Linked DNA regions of Macaca mulatta: regions 1 and 2 are each linked to region 3. The links are chromatin contacts, called in public Hi-C maps. All regions are on one chromosome and are shown on one strand. The core of a region is the stretch at or near the end of the contact, and the rest is flanking DNA. Distances in the headings are between cores, read along the strand shown. Region 1 overlaps NEO1 (neogenin 1). Region 2 holds the start of NEO1 (neogenin 1). Region 3 holds the start of ADPGK (ADP dependent glucokinase).

The links. A called contact is a pair of places that touch in the nucleus more often than the background predicts.
Region 1: a contact with region 3 is called in a Hi-C map of fetal cortical plate, with 2.1 times the contacts expected there. The contact joins the enhancer-like site here to the promoter of ADPGK in region 3. A contact is called at or near these places in 2 of 14 Hi-C or Micro-C datasets (fetal cortex germinal zone and fetal cortical plate).
Region 2: a Hi-C map of fetal cortical plate shows a contact between it and region 3, with 2.2 times the contacts expected there. The contact joins the promoter of NEO1 here to the promoter of ADPGK in region 3. A contact is called at or near these places in 2 of 14 Hi-C or Micro-C datasets (fetal cortex germinal zone and fetal cortical plate).

The regions. Positions count from the first base shown.
Region 1 is chr7:50,984,874-50,988,093 of T2T-MMU8v2.0, forward strand. The region is part of intron 9 of NEO1 (neogenin 1); the gene reads left to right. Among named protein-coding and RNA genes, the nearest start is that of HCN4, 120 kb to the right of the region's middle. Within about 2 kb of position 1,933, at least 2 of the 40 cell types and tissues checked have an H3K27ac peak or open chromatin away from gene starts, as enhancers often do. A contact at or near this core is called in fetal cortical plate, where this site is marked.
Region 2 is chr7:50,783,513-50,787,228 of T2T-MMU8v2.0, forward strand. It overlaps NEO1 (neogenin 1), which reads left to right and starts at 2,261. Exons shown (of 28, transcript NM_001261500.1): 1 at 2,261-2,416. The coding sequence starts at 2,287.
Region 3 is chr7:50,512,375-50,515,902 of T2T-MMU8v2.0, forward strand. It overlaps ADPGK (ADP dependent glucokinase), which reads right to left and starts at 1,951. Exons shown (of 7, transcript XM_077939782.1): 1 at 1,645-1,951; 2 at 582-703. It overlaps LOC144329964 (a long non-coding RNA gene), which reads left to right. Exons shown (of 2, transcript XR_013395733.1): 2 at 778-1,896.

The sequences.
Region 1 (3,220 bases), core at 683-3,182, 470 kb after region 3:
CTTTTCTACATGTTCATATTTTACTGATCCTTTAAGACTTAGCTCAGATGCCTTCTAGAATCTTTCCTCTAATACTGTTATCTCCACAGTTCTAAGGTATTTATTACATTCTTTCTTCAGTTATGATTATGAACTTACCTTGCTGACTTTGTAGCAAAGACGGAGCCTTTGTCATCTTTACATTTCCCACAGTGTCTAATGTCATGCCTTGCACGTGAAGTAGGTATTTAATGATTGTTCTTAACTGGATTGTCTATCTATAGGCATACCATGCTCTTTAGAATCTCCTTGAGGCTTTATTTTGGGCCTGTGGTCTTTTGTGCTACATAGGGTTACTTCTAATTACATTTCTAAGATTTTCTGTGACTTGAGTGTCAATCGGGTTTATTTATAGTATAAATGTGTTGTATATCTTACGTGTGGGTTGTAAACTATAGGCCCAAAATTACAAGCAGCCGAATCTTAATGAATGCTTTTCCTACTTGAGGTTTTTTTCTGGACTTTTGCCTTCTTTTAGCACAAGTTGTTTTTCCTCAGTATATTCTTCAGTCTACTTTTATTATTAACAGCATTAGTTTTTCTGTATTAAAAACCTCCAGTAATAATAAAATATTTTACTTTAAGTAGAGAGTATTTTAGATATATTTGTAGAGGCTACTGACCAGGCAACTAAACAGATTAAATGACTTTACCAGTGGAACTATAGAAATAATTTAAGAACTTTACCTGACGGGTAGAATAAGTCAAGAAGCTGTAGAACTTCACTTTCTAATGCCATGGCAAATCACTCACCTGTCAAATATTTATTGAGTATCCCCTACACCAGGTAATGTGCAAGATACTGGAGATGCAGGGATGAACAAGCTAGGTCTTCTTCCCTTAAAGAAGGAGCAGGCAAGATAGGAGACCTTTCATCATCTCAGTGACAGAGATTGAAGATAGGAATCAAACCCAGGCAAGAACAAGAGGGCCATCACAGAGTCAGGGGGTTGATTTAAGGGAAGAGTGTGTTCTCATTACAGGCAGGATGTTGAATTTTACAGTTATCTATGTTCAGACAAGAGCAGGAATACTCTATTAGGTTTCAAGCTCAGTTACCTTTCATCAGCTTTCATATAGAAGCATCATTCATGAGAGATACTAGGATACAGAATAGAGAAAACGGACTGTAAAAGATAGAAAAGTTAAGGCAGGATCCTAGGGAAAGATGAGACCTGAGGCTGGCCTTGAGGCATTTGACTTAGAGCAAGCATATTGTGGGAAGGAATTTGCATGACCCAAATCCCAGAAATAGAATCTAACAGTGCACATGCAAGGTAAGTCATGATGAAAATGAAGGAAATGCAAGGGTCCTATCCTGAGGCTATAAACCTTCTGAAACTACATGAAAATAAATCTTTGTGTCTGTACATACTCACATTTCCCTTGGAAAGAATCTGTAGTTTTCATTATCATTTCAGTTCATATGTCAAATTGTTGAGAGCCACTGGGAGGGTCATTGTCAAATTTAGAGATGAAAGAAAAGGGGTGAAGAAGAGTAGATTTATTGAGTGCCCACCATGTGTCAGCCACTGTGTTAGGCAGTCAGAATATAATTGTTAGGCAGTCAAGATGTAAAGATGAGTAAGACTTGACTTCTGTCCACAAGGAGTTTATGGTCTGGTACCATAGACAACAGTGTGATGTGTTATCACCTTAAGGAAAGTAGAAAGCACAACCATTTATTCAAGGAGTTTGGCTAAAAGAAAATAGTTACAAGAATATAGGTAGAAGGGGCAACAGGTTCTGGTGAGGGTATTTTAGGGATGGAGAAGAGACTAACATGTTTTGGCAAAAGAGAAGCAGTTTCTGAAGAGAGATTTGCATTTCATCTGGAGGTGTTCAGCTTGTGTGGGGGAGGCATAAATGTTGGAACCAGCCCTTGGAAAATATCTTACATATTTAGTTTCACAAACCAACTTAACATTTTTTCCATTTATTATGCCACTATACAGCTGAAATGAAAGAATTCATTAGCACCTTTTTTAGGATCATATTTGCCTACACTTGGCCAATGAATATATTGAAAATGATTTCAAGAGAATTTAGGGACTGTTTTGTTTTTCTTCTCCTTTAATAAGTTAGAGGAAAGTTTCCCATAGCAGCAGAAGTGTGACAAACCCCACCTGTCAGGCTGCACAAAATGCACCCTTAACTTAAGTGAGTAACATGATTCATAACTAAAGCAAACAACTGTTAGAGTAACCATATTCAGATTTCTCTACTTTGGTAGCAAAATTAATCTTAAGCTATGGTGCTGTTATTCAGGAAAGCCAGTTTGTTTTACATTTTGTTAGTTTTTTTTTCCCTTCCCAGTTTTTAAATCCAATGAATTACAGAAACACTAGTGCCAGAGAAATTGTTTTCAAATATAGATGTCTACCAAAGTGTAGGCATAGACAGCTACACAGGATTTGTGTATAAATTGGAACTGGAACCTGTCAATCAGACAAAAAGAATATAGTAAAAGGGTAGGTATGTGAGCCATTGTAGGAGACAGAGCCAGCTAGACACTTAAGCAGTCAGCCAGTGATCCACTCCTCCAGTCACATGCATCCTGTCATGGATATTGTAATCATCTCCTGAAGGGTCCTCTTGAGCCCATGTTTTAGAATCAGCAAGTACTCGACTCCTGGGTCCACCACAAGCTAACTTTCCCATCACTTGGGAAAGATTGTTAACTTCATAACCTCACCTGTAAATGAGGATGATAATATTCATCTCATTTGGTTTAGTGCAAAGATTATATGAGAAAATACATGTCAAGTATTTAGTGCTTGACTGACTGTAACCAGTCAATAAATGGTAGCTGTTTTACAATTATTATTCTTTTATCTACTCTTGTTCCTTTACTGTTTTCTTCCATACATGTGTTCACATGTCCTTTCTAAACACAGATCTGATCGTGTCATGCTTCTGCTCATAATTTTTCAGTAGTTACCTAATACCTACTAGAGAAAATATAAGCTTCAATAGCAGGACATTAGAGGATTCTTCACTATCTGATCGGTCATTGTTTTCAACATTCTGTCTCCCATATCCACTCTGTTTCAACCAAGCTGAACCACTTAACACTGTCTTTTTGTATATTCTCCCTATTGACCCCATTGACTGGAATGATTTTCCCCTTGGTATCTGAGGAAAGTGTTCATTTTGCTTGACTCCAAGAATTCTTCACTAA
Region 2 (3,716 bases), core at 1,011-3,510, 270 kb after region 3:
AGTGTGTGCCTGAGTTATTTAACTATCTTCAACTGATCTAGGATCTGTAGCTTTAACCTGGGGCTCCATCTATTAGTGGTATAATAGAGTGGGTTTTATTAAAATTGTGATTTAATCACAAGCCAGAAATATACAACTGCTTTAAACTTTTTGATATAAAACTGATATACACAGTGGGCTGATAAATTACTGAGACAGTTCATAGAAGTCATATATGAAAACCAGTCTGTCACTAACCACAACTCATGTATTTTTCAAAACTTGGAGACAGATGTAAGCTTCATCTCAGAAGTCATATTACACGTTGTATGTTTAATATAATGAAATCTTTCCAGACTTAGAAAAGATATCAGGAAATTAACATTTGCAAGGCAATTTACAGTTTTCAAAGAGCTTTTCTCATTAATTATCTCAGAAAACTGAATAATGATGTGATTATTAAAGGTTAATTAAGCAAATACTTGTGAAGTAATTGGGAGGTAATCTATTTCTAATTTAACAGGTCAATCACGGGTATTTAGGAAATATTTTTGCTGGTTAACAAGTCTAACCAAAACAAAAAGGTATTTAAATGGTTTCCCTAGTGAAAAACCATAAGCGTGTGTTTCCTCTATTAAGTCAATTGTTTCAAAGAACTGGGATGAGAATTCCCAATTTCACCGTTTTGATGATTTAAGAGCTTCTAGGAAGATTCTGAGCTCTTCCCTCCCGATGTTAATCCATGTCTTATATTGTTCATTTTGGCGCTTTAGAATAAAATATCTTTAGAAAGTAACTATGAGAAAGCACAGAGGGATATGTTAGTGAAATAGCCATTTTCTTGTGGGAAGCAAGACATTTCGGTTATCGACTGTACAGAAGAATGAATAAAACCCAACTCCTATTAACCACCAAACATGACTCTGATTGCGTAATCATACAAAGAAATTTTCTTTAAAAAATTTCCATGGGTGCAGTATACAAAATGATCAATAATCTCATCAGCAGTGGAACTACAAACTGCTTTCTCCTAACTTTGGGTAGCCTGGGTGATGCCTCACGATTACTAAGTGGTTTAAAATCATATCCCACTTGCTCCTTGGTTTATCAGCGAAAGACGTGATTCCCAGGTAGGAAAACGCGAAGTGTCCCGCAAAGGTACAGGTAAAACGTAGCAGTTACTGCGAGAGGACTGGCCCCCGGGAGTCCCAGGGCTCGGTCGGGGCCCTCGCACGAGCTGAGAAGGTGGACAGCGGGCACCTTTGTCTGTGCCTAGTTCCCTGGACCCGGGCCGAGCGACGCGGGTGGGGGCGCGGTTCGGGCGGGTCCCGGCGCTGCCCGGGGGAAGCGCGCGGCGAGGGCGGCCCGGCCTGGAAGCCGGAGGTCAGCGGCTGCGCGGCCGGCCCCCTCCCACGGGAGCCGCGCCAGGGCCCAGCAAGAGCCGGGCGGGATCGCTATTGTTTTTGGCGAGCACATAAATCCCCGCGCCGACCCACTGCGCACCCAGGTTTCCTCCCGGAGGCCATTCGGTTTCCTCTGAGGCCCTATATAGACGCTCCAGGCCCGGACTGTGCAGAGGTGCGCGCCCACGCTGGCCTCCCGGACCAGCCTGAGCTCGGAGCGCCTCTCGCCCTCAGGTCTCTGCAGCCAGAGGCGTCTGGGGAGGTGAGGGGGGAAATCTGTCCCCGGGAGCCGAGGGGCTGCGGCTAGCTGGCGGGAGGAGGAGGAGGATCCGCTTCTCCGGGGTTTCCCTGACGCCAGCAGCAGCGCCCGGTGCGCGCGCCCCGCACTAGTGAGCGGCTCCGGGGAGAAGGGGGAGGGGAGCGGGCCCGTCTCGGCCCGCGAGGCGGCAGCCGGGATTGGAGCGGGGGCGGGCCGCGCGCGGAGCCCAGGGGGTGCGGGCGAGGGAGGCGCGCGCGTGCGCGTGCGCGCGCCCGGGACTCCCGCCCCCCGCCCCCGCCGTCTTCGGTCTCCGCCCCCCTCGCGCTGGTGTGTGGAGCCGGAGTCGGCGGCGGGTGGCGGCGCCTGGAACCTGGAGACCGACCCACCCCCCCGCCCCGGAATGTACTGACTCCCCCTCTCCGCTCTCCTCCCCTCCCCGCCCCGCTGCAGGAGGGAGGCGCCCCTGAGTCTCCCCTCCCGCGAGAGGGGCCGCGCGGGCCGGGCCGGGCCGGGCCGGGCTGGAGCAGCGGCGGCCGCGGGAGCCGAGCCTGCAGCGAGGGACCGGCTGAGACGCGCGGGAGGGAAGAAGGCAAGGGCTCCGCGGCGCTGTCGCCGCCGCCGCCGCCGCTCACTCTCGGGGAAGAGATGGCGGCGGAGCGGGGAGCCCGGCGACTCCTCAGCACCTCCTCCTTCTGGCTCTACTGCCTGCTGCTGCTCGGGCGCCGGACGCCGGGCGCCGCGGCCGCCAGGAGCGGCTCCGCGCCGCAGTCCCCAGGTAAGCGGCGGGCGCGGGCCCGGGGGTGCGCGGGGGCGCGGCACCGGCTCAGGCGGCGGCGGCTGCGGTGTTTTTGTTTAGGATCTAGGAGGAAACGTGCAGGAACTTCTCTGCCTCGGCTCTGGTTGCCCTGGAGAAAGGGGATCGTGCGTGGTGGGGAGGGGAAGGGCGAAAGGGGGCGCCGCCGGTGGAGGGGCGGCTGCCGGGGGGCAGGTCGGGGGCGCCGAGGTCTAGTTCCGAGCTTTGTACCTGGAGGCAGGTTCACCCCTCGCCTCTCTCCCCTCCCCCAGGTTCATCCCACTTGTAAGAGTGGGACATTCTTGTGCTCACACTAGCACCAGTAGAGGCCACTACACACCTCATTAAATAAACAATCGGATGGCCAATTCATTAATTTTCAGGAAAGGAAAGGGGAGGGGGCTTGAACTCCTGGTTCCCTGGCCAGGGATTTCCCAGCTTCCGAAGTCTCGGGGAAGCGCTGGCTGGTCTCGAGGGACTCCTCGCGCGGGGATTGGAGCCCGAAGTCTGCGGAAGAGCGGGGGTGTCAGAGGGGCACAATTGCCCGCTCACAACCCCTGGTGTTGATTTAACGATGAGGACGCCTTGGAGAGCGGCACGGAGTGATCGTATCTGTTAGTGTTTCCGTTATGGAATGCCTCCTCTTTCCTGGGGATTACAACTATATTTACAGCCTGTTAACCACTCTTAACCAAGGGAATTGTCTGAGCATCGGATTTTAAGTACTTGTACGATGTTTTGAGATGGCATTGTATAAACATATTGAACCTCAAAAGCCATTTTCAGTTCTGTTTTGGAATATTATAGATTACTGAAACCACCTGCATTCCTATTTACTTAAGGGGACCAACGAACAAAAATGCCAAGCCTTCCAGGAAGGACCTCACGGTATTGTTGAGCAGGATACACTCAGCAGTTGAAAGTCAAATTAGCGTGTAATCTGTTAAAATTGTTTGACCAAGGTGGGGTACCGTAAAACTTGACAAAACTTTCACTCGTGTGAGATATATTTTTACATTTGAAAGCAATCTTACCGCTGAACCAGTACTTGTTTTTCCCTGATTTATATGAAATAATATTTAAAATCACACTGCAAGGTAACTTAACTGATAAACTTTTCATTTCCTTGCTGTGTATGTAGCTCATGGCTTTTGCCAATGGTAAAGAACAGCTTTAAACCTAAAGTACCAGTGGGTATTTTCTAAACAGCTACGTAAACAATAGTGTTTTAATGTCAAATTAAACGTCGCTTATGTCATGATGTACATTTATACATTCAGTC
Region 3 (3,528 bases), core at 701-3,200:
ATGGGGCCTTTAAGGAAGTAATTAAGGTTAAATAAGGTCACAAGGGTGAGCCCTGTTCCAAAAGGACCTAGTGTCCATATAAGAGGAGTGAGAGGCACCAGGAGCGTGCATGCGCAGGCTAACAGTGAAAAGTCAGCTGGCTGCAAGCTAGGAAGGGAGGCAACATCAAAAACCAATCCTGCCAGTACCTTGATCTCGGACTATCAGCCTCCAGATCCGTGATAAAACAGATTTCTGTTGTTTAATCCATCTAATTTGTGGTATTCTGTTCTAGCAGTCCAAGTAGACTGATACAATAATATGTGTTTTTCCAATAAGTGAGGCGGGGACCTTGCTTCACCCATCTCTGTATCTTAAGAACCTAGAACAGACCTGACACTAACCATGTAGCTGGTGAATATCTGCTGAATGAACACACATAAAGCAAGGAAGGACAATTTAATCCCAGCACTTTGGGAGGCCAAGGTGGGAGGTTCGCTTGAGCTCAGGAGTTCGAGACCAGCCTAGGCAATATAGCAAGACCTCGACTCTACTAAAAAAAATAAATAAATAAAAAATTGGTTGGGCGTGGTGGTGCTTGCCTGTTGTCCCAGCTACTCCAGAGGCTGAGGCAGAAGGATCTCTTGAGCTTGGGAGGTCGAGGCTGCAGTGAGCAGTGATTGCCCCACTGCACTCCAGCCTAGGCGACAGAGAGAGAGAGACCCTGTGTCCAAAAAAAAAAAAACAAAAAAAATTATAGCTAATATCGAATGCTTTTTAAAGCAAGCACCATGCTAGAGAGATTACATGAATTATGTCATTTAATCTTCAGGACAAGTTTGCTCTACTTTACCCCTCCCAGTCCCAACACTCCACAGAAAGTAGTAGTCTACATGGTAGAGGGCCTGCTTTTATGTGGTGGTTATACATAACTCTGAGGTCATGGCAAGAAAGTCAAATTGAACTGAGACAGAGACTAAAGTTAGTGTTTACAATATCAACACTATAAAGGGAATAATTACATTCCCAAGGAAAAGTACAAAGAAAGGAGGCACTGTGATTTGGAAGAACCTTAAATATGCAATGTCACTGAAGTCAGGGGAAGAAAAGAGTTTCACGAAGAAGGACGTGTTCAATGCATGAAAGGCTGCAGAGAGCAGATAATGAAGACTCAAAAAGGCAAATAAGAGAGGAGCTGCAGTACAGTCGTGTGGTTTCTAGACTACACGGCGTTACGAAAGCAAGTGGGTAAAGGCAGAAATCACTCGTCTTCAAGAAGTTCAGAAGAAAGAGGAAGACGAGTGTTGTCAAAGTGGGTAAGGTCAAGTATCTTTGACTGCAAAACAACAGTCGCCAGAAGAGAAGGGGCTAAAAGTTGGAACGAGGAACAAGGCTCGGAGAAAGGTGTCAGACAAAGAGGGATTAGCAAGAAGCTGTTAGGGCTGGTCCTACCGGGATCAGAGAAAGGTGCAGAGGCCAGCCGAGTGGAAAGAGCAGCGGTGACGAACCGGGTTCCACTCAGACGTCCGACGCTTCTCGCCAAGGGGCCAGCGCGGACAGCAGCGCCTCCCGGGGACCTCTGGGAAGCCCTGTTTCTGGCCGGCTCCGCCCGACCTCCAAGGCGGACCTCGGAGGTTCAGAGACCCAGGCCCCGCTGGCACTCACCCCACTGCCACGCGGCGCCAGCGCCGGACTGGCCGCACGATAAGCGCGTCCCAGGCTGCCGCCAACCGGCCCTCAGGGGAGACAGGTCCTGGGGGCGCAGGCGCGGGCCCCAGACACAGCGAGCTCCATAGAGAGCGCAGCGCCGAGCCTGGCAGCTCTGGCTCCAGCAGGAAGACGCAGCCCACGGCCAGCGCCAGGAAGCCCGCGTACGCGGAGCCGCGCCACAGCGCCATGGGGACCGAGGCGCCGCAGCTGCGCGAACCGAATCCTTTCCTAGTCCGCGCCTCTTCCGGGCTCGGCGCGCGCTGATGTTGACACAAGCACTACGTCAAAAGGGCGCGCCACGGGCTCCCCAAGGGGCGGGGCGACGGGCGGTGCCACGACGTAGCGGGTGGGGAGCCCTCGCCTCAGTCCGAGTCCCGGCACTGCGGTGTTGCGGCTCCGGAGGAGGTGGGACAACGGCGGTTGTGCCAGTCCGGGCGCTGCACCCCATTCCCGGAACTCTAACCGTATCCCCAGATAGAGGGATGGGAACACATTTGCTTTCCCAGTAAAACGAAACGGACAGATTGTGAAGAAGCGGACAAACCTCGCGTTAATATTCGAACCAGTCAGTGTCCCCATTGGCACAGATCACACCCCCATCTTTTAATCCCTCCGTCCGCCCCGTGTCCCTTCATTTACTACACTCGTCCTCTTCCAGGCCTGGTGCTCGGCGCTTCTGAGAGGAGTAGGCTCACAGAACAGCAGCGCTACAGAGACCCCTGGGGTACGCGAGGCAGGGGGATTCCGCCCCTTTGGAAGGTGGCCCAGACCCTCAGGCACTAAAGGACTTCGTCGAGACAGGAGAGCCCGCAGAGATCGGCAGAGATCGTCCTCTTCTGGATAACCAGAGTCCACAATCAAACCTTAAAATAACCCTTTTGGGGGCGCTGTTCCCTTTGACAAACTTTGGAAAATGTACACAATCTTGTGCACAACACGAGAGTTACGGACCTGGGTTAAGGAACGTTGTTTTCTTTTGTTCCCCCCTTGGTGACATCATTAAACCCAGCTCTCTCTTCGTTGATACGACTTTTCTGTGCATGAGGCTAAGTTGAGAGACAATGAAGCTAGGCTTGGTACCAGCTCATTCTCAGCAGCCATCATGCCCGGCCTAGTCTTGTTCCCTGGCCTGTTTCCACTTTTCCAGCTCTGTTGGCTCCTGACGTTGGCTTTGTGTCCAGTTTTCCAGTGTGACCCTGACGTTTGGACTTGGCAGCGACACTTTATTTCCCTAACTTTGATGGTGGGCATTAGTCTTCATTCTCCTCAGCCCCGCCTCATCAGCTTTTCTCCATCCTGGTCATCTACCTTCCCTCAGTTGATCCTACCTGGCCTACCTGACCAATGCATCCCTTTCCACAAAGATATTCACACAGGAGGAGATCTGGGCTACCTTGGAGAAGAAGCCAAAGAGCCAGTGAGATATTTATGAAGCCATGAAAGCCATCTTCCCTAGAGTTGCCTGTCACTTCTCTCTCCTCAGGGAGACATGTCAGTCAGTTCCTAGAGAAACTGCTCCTTATCACAACCCTCAGCTGTCAGGTTTCCCTGGCACCCAGAGGGGACTGAGCCAGCAGCTGACCTGAAAACAGCAAGTCTGCTGACTGTCCAGCGACCATTTTCCTCTATTGAGAATTTTAACCAAGTGTCTGGTGTCTGCAGTTATTTGATATTGGCTGTGGAGCCACAGTCACACAAGGCTGAAGGTCAGAACCAGTTAAATATGTTTCCAAGGTGAAGCTTTGGGGAGCACAGGAAGCTGAACTGTGGGAAGGCCATAGAACAGACAGTAGATCTAGTTCTAGTCCTCTAGGAGGACTTTTGATTTAGTCACAGAGA